3 separate regions of the Mus musculus genome follow, and regions 2 and 3 are each linked to region 1. Evidence: chromatin contacts called from public promoter capture Hi-C data. All regions are on one chromosome and are shown on one strand. The core of a region is the stretch at or near the end of the contact, and the rest is flanking DNA. Distances in the headings are between cores, read along the strand shown.

The links. Promoter capture Hi-C pulls out the DNA fragments that hold promoters and counts their contacts.
Region 2: a promoter capture Hi-C map of liver shows a contact between it and region 1, with 4 times the contacts expected there. The contact joins the promoter of Rnpepl1 here to the promoter of Rab17 in region 1.
Region 3: a promoter capture Hi-C map of hippocampal neurons shows a contact between it and region 1, with 6 times the contacts expected there. The contact joins the promoter of 4933400F21Rik here to the promoter of Rab17 in region 1.

What each region holds. Positions count from the first base shown.
Region 1 is chr1:90,968,016-90,971,575 of GRCm38.p6, reverse strand. Rab17 (RAB17, member RAS oncogene family) reads left to right here and starts at 1,956. Exons shown (of 6, transcript NM_008998.4): 1 at 1,956-2,346.
Region 2 is chr1:92,908,841-92,912,400 of GRCm38.p6, reverse strand. It overlaps Rnpepl1 (arginyl aminopeptidase (aminopeptidase B)-like 1), which reads right to left and starts at 1,576. Exons shown (of 11, transcript NM_181405.4): 1 at 918-1,576. The coding sequence starts at 1,430. It overlaps 5033417F24Rik (RIKEN cDNA 5033417F24 gene), which reads left to right and starts at 1,637. Exons shown (of 2, transcript NR_138578.1): 1 at 1,637-1,822; 2 at 2,423-3,560.
Region 3 is chr1:89,681,964-89,685,523 of GRCm38.p6, reverse strand. It overlaps 4933400F21Rik (RIKEN cDNA 4933400F21 gene), which reads left to right and starts at 1,632. Exons shown (of 4, transcript NR_015540.1): 1 at 1,632-1,837. All of the region lies in intron 9 of Agap1 (ArfGAP with GTPase domain, ankyrin repeat and PH domain 1), which reads right to left.

The DNA.
Region 1 (3,560 bases), core at 707-3,206:
AGAATCCTGGGAAGGGAATTTGGTGCATACACCTCTTCCTGCTCAGGGCTCCAGTCTTCAGGGGAGGTCATGTTACAGGAAAAAGATGAAGATGTATTGTTAAAGTCACTGGAGCCCTTGTCAGCTGACCCTGAGTTGAACAAAAAGAGGATTGTGCTTGTTAGTCCTGTCTCAACCAGACAAACCCTCTAAGAGAGGCTCTAGAGGTCAGAGAGGGCCTCTTCTGACTTTGAGAACGTAGGGTGTCATGTGAGAGGGGCCTATGAAGAGATCTGTTACCCCAAGAACTCTGAGCAGCCAATAGAAATGGGGGAGTCTCAGTGCTTCTATCCCGGGGAACTGAAGGTTCTGCGAACATCGTGTAAGCTCAGAAGAACTGTCCTGATTGCCTTATCTATGTGGGAAGACCTGCCCCCGTCAAGGGCAGCACCCTCTGCACAGCCCATATATAAAGGGCACAGCAGTAGGAAGATTTTTGGCCTTTTGCTCAACTCCCTCTTGCCTCTGAGTTGATTCCTCTCCTTGCAGCTATTCCTCCACTGATGTCAGAACCAGTGTTTCCAGCCTTCTGATGTGGACTAGACACCAACAGTTCTCCAGAAACCAACTAGTTTTGCAACACCCCCCAATTCCCCTGAGACTGCAGAGGTCCCCAGCCTCATGAACTGAGCAAATACTGGGTTGTTTGCCCCTCTAGAGGGAGACAGTTACAGTGGGATTGTATCTCACTGGTGAGGCAGCCAGCCTCACAGACCAAACGGCTTCTAGAGTCTCACTCTTTCAGTGGGATTCAGCGTTTGTTACTGTTTTTATGTAAGTTGACTTAATACATTCGGCACATATAAAGCTCTTTCCATTGCTCCTTGTGCATGTGTTGCAAGGGCAGGTCCAGCCACCCACAAGTCTGTCTTCAGGGTACTGAATCGAGATTAGAGTTTAAATAGAGGGCCAAGGATAAGCACCTCTATTCTGATCAGTCTCAGACAACGTGTGGTCCCGCCCACCACGGATCCGTCATTATAACAACATGAGAACTTCAGTCTCATTGTAAGGTAGTCCGACAAGCTGTTAGAAATGCATGCAATCTCTTCCCAGGCAGTGTACTCCCCAGTACAAGATTGCTAGGAGAATGCCCACTCCTTTGGGCTCGCTGTTTCAACAGTCTGATGTTCAACAGTCGAACTGAGCTACCTGTTACCCTGCAGCTCTGAGACTTGACCTCTCCTTACAGCTCCCGAGCTGTTGTCTGTCTGTCCATGGGGTTAATAACTCTTTATAAACCCCTTTGATAACCCCCCCCCCCCGCAACAACCCATCTCAGTGTCCCCTTGAACTCCGGAGACCTTTGTACCAGTACCATTTCCAGTGTAAACCGAAAAGGCCACGCCCACACATCTCTACCCACTACAAGGAGGATAGAAGCGGTGCTGGGTGCCACACCTTGGATGCCAATCTAGGCACAGGGAATCAGGGTCCTGTTCAGAAACAGAATGAGGTTCTTGGTCTTCAAGGCTGTGGGGGCACCCAGACGTGTGGACAGGGTGTGCGTCCTGGAGGACAGGGTGACAAGAAGAAGGCCAGTGGCCTCTGCAGAGAAACAGGTTCTTCAGGGTGCATTGGAAAGCCTCTTGGGAATCCACGACAGCTGCCCCCTCCCCCACTTAAACGGTGCTGAGTTCCCCATTGGGAACACAAGCTGGTAATCCAGGTGAGTTGTGAGCACAGAGAGAACACGCGATTGCCTGGGACTTGTGGCTGAGCACAGGAGAACTGATTTCCATCTTTCTTCAGCCTAGAGTTTCTCCTTCTGGGGATCCTCCAGCCCTGCCCAGGCAATTACCTGCTCCAAGGCACACCCATCCCAGGCTCTGGCCCCGGCCCTGCCCATCTGGCATGCGGCCTCAAACTGGAGATGTTTACATAAATTAAGAAGTGAGCTCGCTCGCTCCTGTAACAGAAGAGCTGTTCTCTAAGTCTGTGATGCTTTCTGGTACAGGTGAGACCTGGAAAGGGCTGAAATTCAGGGCTGCAGCTCGGTGAGGAGGCAGAGAGCCACCAAGTGTGACTTCTAGCTTACTCTGACCCAGCTGATCACATGATCATGTGGGGACTTTGCACCGGAGTTTACAGGAAGAGTCCTGCCGGCTGGGGCCTTGGTGGGAGCAGGGGGCCTGCTCACTTCATTTGCTCGGCTGCTGGTAGTCAGTGTGCACTGCTCTGCCCACCCCGCCCCTGGCAGGACCCTGACGAGTCATACAGCACCCAGGGGAAGCACAGCCAGGGGAAGAGAGGGGTGCCTGCGGCCCTGTGGGATGGTGGTCTGTAGCACTCTTCTAAAGTGAACAGGTGAGTCCTTTTTAGATTGTGTTGTGCTGCGTGTGTGTGTGTGTGTGTGTGTGTGTGTGTGTGTGTGTGTGTGCTGTGAGCATGTGTGAGTGTGTGTGTATGTGTGTGTGTGTGTATGTGTGTGTGTGCTGTGAGCATGTGTGTGTGTGTGTGTGTCTGCTGTGAGTGTGTGTGCATACAGATGTGTGTCCCTGTGTTCTCAGGACCTGAATCAGAGGCGAATCTGAAACAGTAGACGCCTTGAGTTTGTTCAGCACCTATAGTGTTCTTGTTTGGGTCACATTGAATTTTCCTTGCAGAAAGTTCCAGTTAAGGGTTTTGAACATAAAAGGCGAGTGTGAGTGAGTGGGTGCCTTGTAAGGAAGCCTTTTCAGATGGCTGCAGAGGCTCCAGCAATAGCAGAGAGCTTGGCAGACTCTTCCAAAAACTCTCTTCTGCAGCTTGCTGTCAAATGCCATGTTGTTCTGAAGTTCGGTGTCTGGAATGGACAGCTTGGAGGATCTGGGTGAAGAGGAAGGGGTGCAGCTTCCTGGGGTTTCCTCCTTCCCTGAATGTGTTTTCTTAGGTGGAAGAGAGGCAGGCTTGTGACTGCTGAAGAAGGACCCAGTCAGGATGGGAAGAGACTCCCAATTGCAACCACTGCCTTCAGAAAGATCCAAATTCTAGAAGAGGGGGCAGGTACCACATCTCCAACTTTCCCTCCAAGTCGAGGCTTCTGCCTGGCTGCTATTGGAAACTTGCAACACACAGTCACTCAGAAAGCAACACGAGCACATCTGCCGTGGTCTTATCTATTACAGAGAAAAATAATTAATAGCAGGAAAAAAATTCAGTGATAGGGGAATGAACTATCAAAGCGAGATAATTGTAGAAATCTGACGCAGGCACGTGGACACTGTGTTTGATGCTATGACCATTAGGGCAGAGTGTGAGATTACATCAAAGCTGAGGTATTGTTGTTGTTATTGTTGCTGCTGTTTTGTTGTTATTAGAGATAGGGTCTTACTCTGTAGCCCAGAAAGGCTTGAAACTTGTGGCAGCCCCCTGCTTAAGCATCCCAAGTGCTGGGATTATAGGCTTACAACAACTATTGGTGTTGTTTTGGAGGTGCAAAGGCAGAGTTCCCCTGTACCACCCCTGAGGCATATCCTGCCACCATCAGTGCTGGGCCGAGCTGGTGCCTCCCGGGGTCCTAACAAGCATAAAAACCCATC
Region 2 (3,560 bases), core at 327-2,826, 1.9 Mb before region 1:
AAGAGTGCAGGAAGCCCACAGATGTGAATCCCATCTGGTCTTTTTCTGCCCAGATGTCAACTTGTCCCTTTGTGGCTCCTGGCCTGTTCCTTTGGGCTCCCCAGGTGGGGGCAGATGAACCTTCCAAGGGCCCTGCAGAGCTGCTGCCTGTGCTCTGTGTATCCATGGTAGATGTCACATGAGCACTCTCTCCTACCTGGGGAGCTGGAGGGAGGAACCGTGCTTCAGGAGTCAAAGGTCCTGTTCCATTCTGCAACCCCATTGGCCCTGTGCTACCCCAACACTAGCTTTACATCCTTTGCTTTTTCCATCGGGACCTGTGGGATGGTGGGTGCTCTGTGCGGAAAGCCTGAGCAGAGCCCTGTGTGTCTATTAGGAGGTGGAGCACACCTGCCCCAGCATGTCACAATACAGTGTAGGGAGCCCAAAGCCACGCCTCACAGCTCACAAGGCCTTGTCTGTCACCCACTGTCCCTCGTTCCACCTCCAGAGAACAGACCCGGGTGTCCTCAAGCCCTGTGAAGGTGCAGGTCACAGGGTGGCCCTTCTGTATCAGGCGCTCTCAGAACACCCCTCAATGCTGGGCTCTTACAGCTGACTTAGCAGAGCCCCACCAGAAGCTGCTCTTGTACCCAGATACTGGTACAAGACGGGAAGTTGTCGTTCTCCCCTTCCCCTGAGAAACACACTGTTGAGTATCTCCACTGTCCACCGGGCCTGGACCTGGGGCTCTACTCGAAGAACTTGTAGGCAATATGCCACCTAGGGCAGACAGACTCTTGGTCCAGGCTGCCCCTCGCCCTCTGCAGGTGTCCCAGGGGCAGGGTGCAGCTGGCCCAGCAGTGAAATGAACGAGGGGTGCCTTCAAAACCCCGCTGACCGCCCACAATCCAGAAGCCCACCCGGGCGGGACTCACGGCCGGGGCGTCGGTCGAGGTGTAGCGTAGGATGACCTGGAAGGGCTGGTGCGCCTGCACCTCGGGAGGCAGTGTGACGGTCAGAGAGGAGCCATAGTCGGTGAACGGGTCCAGCCTGAAGGCCAGCGGGCAGCTGGCAGACTCCGCTCCAGGCGCATCGGCGAAGCCGGGCAGCGGGGGCCCCGACCCCGGGGCAGGGAAGGCGAAGGTGCACGGCGACTCGGAGACGGCGGAGGCGCGGCGAAACGAGACCGAGTGTAGGCGCAAGGCCGGGTGCGCGTCGAGCACGAGCGCGCGGGGCGCGGGCCGCAGCGCGCACAGTTCCAGCACCAGGCAGCCGGCCAGCTCACGCGCCTCGGGCCGCAGCTCCAGGCCCAGCTGCAGGTGGCGGAGGCGGAAGAGCTGCGCGCTGGAGGCCGAGGCCACGTCCAGGGCGGGCGGCGGCTCCGGCGGCGGGCGGGCGGGCGCGGCTTCGGCGCCGGGCGCCTTGCGGCAGCAGCACTGCGCCGCCATGACCACCGGCGCTAGGTGAAATCCATGGGCGGCGGCCACTGTAGGCCGCGGTCAGTGGGCGAGGGGCCCGGGCGGCGGTGGCGGTGGCGGTGGCGGTGGTGGTGGCGGCGGCGGCGGCGGCGGTGGCGGCCGGGCGCGGGCACAACAGGAAGTCGCGCCGGGAGCCGCCCGGCCCGTCCCCGCGCCGTGCGCCGCCCCGCTCAGGCTGGGCTCGGCAGCCACCGGGGGCGCTGTGTGCGGCCCCGGGCCTGTGCACCGAGACGCGGCGCGAGCGGCGGAGCAGAACGCGAGGCAGGACGCTGGGGAAGGCTGGGCATCTTCAGCCTGCGCGCTGCAACTATGGCTTGCGGGGTAGTCTTGGAGGCGGGACCGTCGCTTTCGCAGGGACGCAGGTGACACCTCTTCCAGTCGGTCCTCAGACTCCGGGAATGATTCTTGTGGTTACCCTGATGCGATTCCGCCAGAGTCCTCCAATTGGCCTGGGCAGTAGCCATCGGGTGCAAAGCGGCTTGGGAAAATGCACGGCTGTCAAGTACATAGTCCATAAAGGTGTGACTATTTAGATTCAAATTAGGCATAAAGAGAAGCTGTCAGTAGCACTGGCCGTGTTTTAGGATCGACTTTTTGTTGTTGTTGAGGTGTGTGTGGAGTGAAGACACACTGATGAACGCAGTTCTGCCTTGAGGCTCCTATGTAAGGGCTACAGAGCTGCAGGGGCATTTTAGGCTAGCACAACAAAACCGTTCAAAGGTTGAGCTGTCCAATACCAGTACCAATACAAGGTGTGGACAGAGGTGATCTGCTGTCTATCGGTAGGAGGAGGGACAGATTTTGAGGGAGAGGAACTTTTAAAACTGGGGGAATATTCTGGAGAGACACATTCTGTCTCCTACTCTGATAGTGTGGGTGAAGTGTCACTTCTGGGGAGTGCCCAGCTGTCTGGATTCAGTCTCCCCAAATGCAAGTCAAGTGAACCAGCCCTCTTTCCACAGGTGAGAGGTACGGCTAAGTCTCCATGCGCCCTCTTAGCTGGCAGTACCTGGGATCACTCCTGGAGCCCTCATTTCAGATTCTGCAGGAACTCCAGGGCTCATGTTGTCATTCAGAGGCAAGGACAAGAGGGAGGAAGACCGGGCTCAATGGAAACCCCTCAGAATTCCAGCACTTGGGAGGCGGAGACAAAAGCATCAATAGTTCCCAGTCATCCTTGGCTGTATACGGAGTGGGTGCAGCCAGCTGGGTTAAAAAGAGTAAAGGGACCCAGAGTTAAGGTTATCACTACTTTCAGGTGTCCAGTGGCCTGTCCACAAGATTATCTACGAAGGGATTCTCAGATTCTCAACTCAATTGGACTGTCCTGTTGGCCTGGGTTTCTTTTGTCCAAATGATGTAGATTGTAGGGGTCCCCCAGCCCAGTCTCAAGTTGTACCCCCAGAGGTTGGGGGTCTTATCATTTCTGTCTTGGTGATACTTCCTTCTGGAAACAGAAGTTGTTATATGAGACAGCCTTGGCCCAGCTATTCCACTTCTACAGACGGACTGGGTGTGCTGCCACCCCATATTTTTATAAGGAGCCAACACGGCTCTTTTGTGACTAAGAGGACATTTTGCACTGTGGAGTCAGTAGACTTCAAACTCCAAGCCTCCAAATGCCTTCACCATCATGGTGCCCAGCCCAAGAACCTGTCCTCTTAACACTGATAAGTTACCTGGAGAGCCCCCTTGTGGTTACAGTCAGTGTTAACACCCAAGGCCCCCCTGAAGAAGTGTTTATAGAGCGGGGTCCTGGAGTCCCTGAGGCAGAACCGTACAAGAGCTTGGTCTGGCCAAAACTACAGCTGAAATTGCTCCACAAACTGAGCTGGTGGAAGTAAAAAGTTCTGGATTCACCCCACAGATAACTTTCAACCTGGTCATTATGTCCCTATACTTTTGTCACTTTTAAGTGACTTACTCTAGTCAAGTTAGTAGGACAGGAGATATGCCCTACCCCAATGGAAGGGCAGTGGCCTCTTGGAAGGTGGTGTGAGCAGGGATCAGCTAAACAATCTGGGTGCAAACCTGGGCATGAGGCCCTGTTCTCTGCAAGTCACTGCAGCCTCAATGGCGGAATGGGGACAGTAGCAATGG
Region 3 (3,560 bases), core at 383-2,882, 1.3 Mb after region 1:
GTTTTTTTGGGTTACCAGACAGCTGACGGAATAATGTTATAGAAGGAAAACAGCAAATCATTCAGTCCAAAGCCTTCCTGCACCAGGCTTGCTTTGACCTGGGGAGGGACAGTGCCACTGTGGACAAACACAAGAGACTCTCGGAGATTACCACAGAGCAAAGAAAGCCTCAGCACGGTAAATACTTAAGTGGCCCTTTAAATATGACAGACTTACTGATAAGTACACTGAGAATCAAGGGCAGCCATGATGATTTTGGGTTAGCCCACCTACTGTCATGGGGACTCCTATATAGAGGCAAGTTCTTCCACATCTATATCTTCAGTGGTCCCAATCCATCTGTCTTCATGTTCTTTCTCTGTTTTAATCCCAATAGCCCTCCACTGGACCCTGTAGATGCCCCCCCCCAACCTGCAACAGCTCAAATCAAAGCATTCAGGTCTATTCTAGAATAAACATGGTGCATGCTCAATAGAAATGGCACCTTGGGAGCTTGTTCCTAGAGTTTGCAGCAGGAGTGACAGTTATTGGTAAGTCTTTGTCCAAGAAGGGTCTTCTAATATGGAGGAAGATTTTCTCTTCAATCAAGGATGCTGTCTGGGGAAGAAAACACACACAGTGTGCAAGGAACAGGGAGACACCCACCTAGATGGCCAGATAGACAAACTGACCCTGTCCATCAATGAGGTGACAGACATTGTAGTCACAGAGCCTTCACATCCAGATCACTAGTCTGAATGCTTTTGGTATTTTTTCCTGGGCTAGGGATGAGGTTTCACGTATCTTGGGACAATGGGCGATACCAGTGAGTACAGCCCCCCATCAGACCCACGATCACAACAGCAGCAGCCACCCCCAATCTGTTGTGTACCCTTGGGCTAGAGCCATTAAGTGCATTTCTGACTCACAGTATTTTCAATATACAATTGCCATCAAAGTTCAGTGCATAGGAGGGAGTCCCTATGTTCTTATTCTTGAGCTTGACTAAAGTGCCATGGAGCCTCCATTCGGAGGACACATTTGCCCTTGCAGACTGGGGTGACATTGTTGTCCACCATACTCAAGGCAGCAAAAGACAAGCTTCAACAGAGGGCATATGCTCCAGTTATCTGCAGAAATGACTGACGTGCCTCACTACCAAGACAAGGGCAGCTGGGCTGATTCTGTTGATTCCAGTAACTACCACAGCACAGGCTCTGCCTGCAGCCCATCATGGAACAAACAAGAATTTCAGTCATTGGAAAAGTCCTGGTGGCACGCCACCTCCAACCACCCAGAGTCTGGCTGTAGAAAAGAAGGCTACAGGAACGTTAGAAGACTTGGTCTCTGATTAGCCCCTGTGCCAGGCAGGAAGGCACAGTGGTCCTTAACACTGAGAATCAAAAATCTTGTGGGGAGGTGGACTTGAGGGTGGGGTCTGGGTCTAGAAGATGTGTCCCAAGGGGGTAGGACCCTTTGATCGTCTCAGACTGTAAAGCAGTGTCTCAGGTCTGTGGGATCTAGGAACACCAGAGGTAGCAGAAGTCAAACCCCCACACCCCCCACCGACAAAGCCCATCTTAGAATGTAGCGTATGCACTGTCTCCTTGGACACCTCTCTCTAAGCATTTTCTGCAAACCTTCTAGAACACAAACAACATGGGCTTCCCACTGAAAGCTTTAGGGCTACAGCACTGCCAATCCCAAGCTCTGTGGCTCTGAGAGTGCAGTCAATCTTCACTTCTTAAAGATGGCTATGAGGACAGACTCCCCCGTCCTAGGTTAAGCCTGGGGTCTGCTCTGGGAGCTCTGGATAGACCAGTGACAGGAGGATTACTACTGGATTCCTGACCTCAAGGTCTGCATACCGTGGTTGGGGTGGGGGTGGAGGTAAGGGTGGGGGTGGGGGACGGGGGTGGGGCTGGCATGGCATGGCCCTGGAACATGTCAGCAACACAGGTCAGCTACTTTGCTGTTCTGGGAACTCAGTCGCTGCCAGTGCCCAAGAAACACCCATTTCCCAGAAACCTGAGAACAACTAGCAAATACCCATCACAGGAATCTAAAGGTCAAGATCACTACCAACATTCTTCCTCCTTCCAAGGATCTGTAATAATTCTATCAGACCACCTTTCTGTACAAAAGCACCATTTCAGCAGGTTGTTTAGCAGTCTCAGTAAGCCCTCTAGAAAGTTCACTGCCACATAGAAACCTGCCGGGCTTACCTTCCTGGACCATGAGAAGCTTCCATCAGCAGATAAACCTTTGTGATAAACCTTGAAGTAGAGCTTAGGGCACAAGACATAATTCAGGACGATACTTGCCATGTATATTTCAGAGCACATGTAGGCTGGAGTCCATGTCCATGTCCCCTCTCCTCCCTTCAGGAACCATGTACGGCAAAGTAATATATGACAAAGTACCTCACACATGAAGAACTTTCAAAAGTCATTGATAAGGTTCATTAATGTATCAAAATGTCACCTAGTCATTGTGAGCCATTAAAAATTATTAGTACAAGTATTAGGAAAAATACTCATTAGAGTGCAGAAATATGCAGAGAAATACCAAGTATATACAGCCATCACCTTGGAGGTGCCCTGCCAGTCCTTGTCTCCTGTGTCAGACCTTCAGCCTAAACCCCGAATCCCAGCATGCACGTGATGATGGGTCTTGGTGGAGAACCAGATTCACGGAAACCCCTGAAAAAATAGTTAGCAATTCCAGGGGAAATACTAGAAATTATCTTCAAACATGAGATGCTTACAGAAGGCAAAAGCCCTATTTGTAACATCTCATGTTTACAACCGTGTCGTCCCAATCTGAAAACCCATGCATTTCCTCTCCTCTGCACTGGGAAGCTGTGCAAGCCATGATCATCAGAAGCCCAGGGCTGTACATGTCCCTTGCTTCTTGCATCCCTCAAGGCCAAGTGGGACTTCCTGCCGAACTCTCTTATTAAGTGGAGAGCCTTCTACGTTATCTGAAAACTGAAGGCAGTTGACCTAATAATGTATAGGAGCCAGCAGAACCAGGCAGTAAGATAATAAAGCCATCGCTTTGGTAGATGCTGGCCAAATCCTGACCTTTTATGCTCTGGTGCAACAAAAGGGTGAACTTAGGTAACTGCGCAGGAATTTCTGCTAAGGGCAGCATAGTTAGGCCTGTGGGCAAACAGTGATGAGAACGTTTAAGGGTGTGTGGAAACAGACAATAAGGATGGAGCTAAACACTAAACACAAGATGAAGAGCACCCCTTTCTTTCATGACGGACAACAAAATTCTAGCACCTCTGAGTAGCAGAGGCTGTATACTGTAGGACCTCCAGAGGCCGCATGTCAGTGAGGAACGTTCCAGCAGCCTGGGGTTTCTCATCAGAGGGCTGGGTGCTACAGGAATCTAACCCTCCAAGCTACCTCTGTCCCTGGCACGGTAAAGGCATTCAGATTAAGTATTTATTGCCTGGTATTGTTTACACTGACCAAGGTGCAGATCTATCTACCAGTTGAATAAGAGAATAGCTGTGTCAAACTGATAAAGGACTAATTAATGCTACCCACAGCCTTATTCTAAAAGAGAAA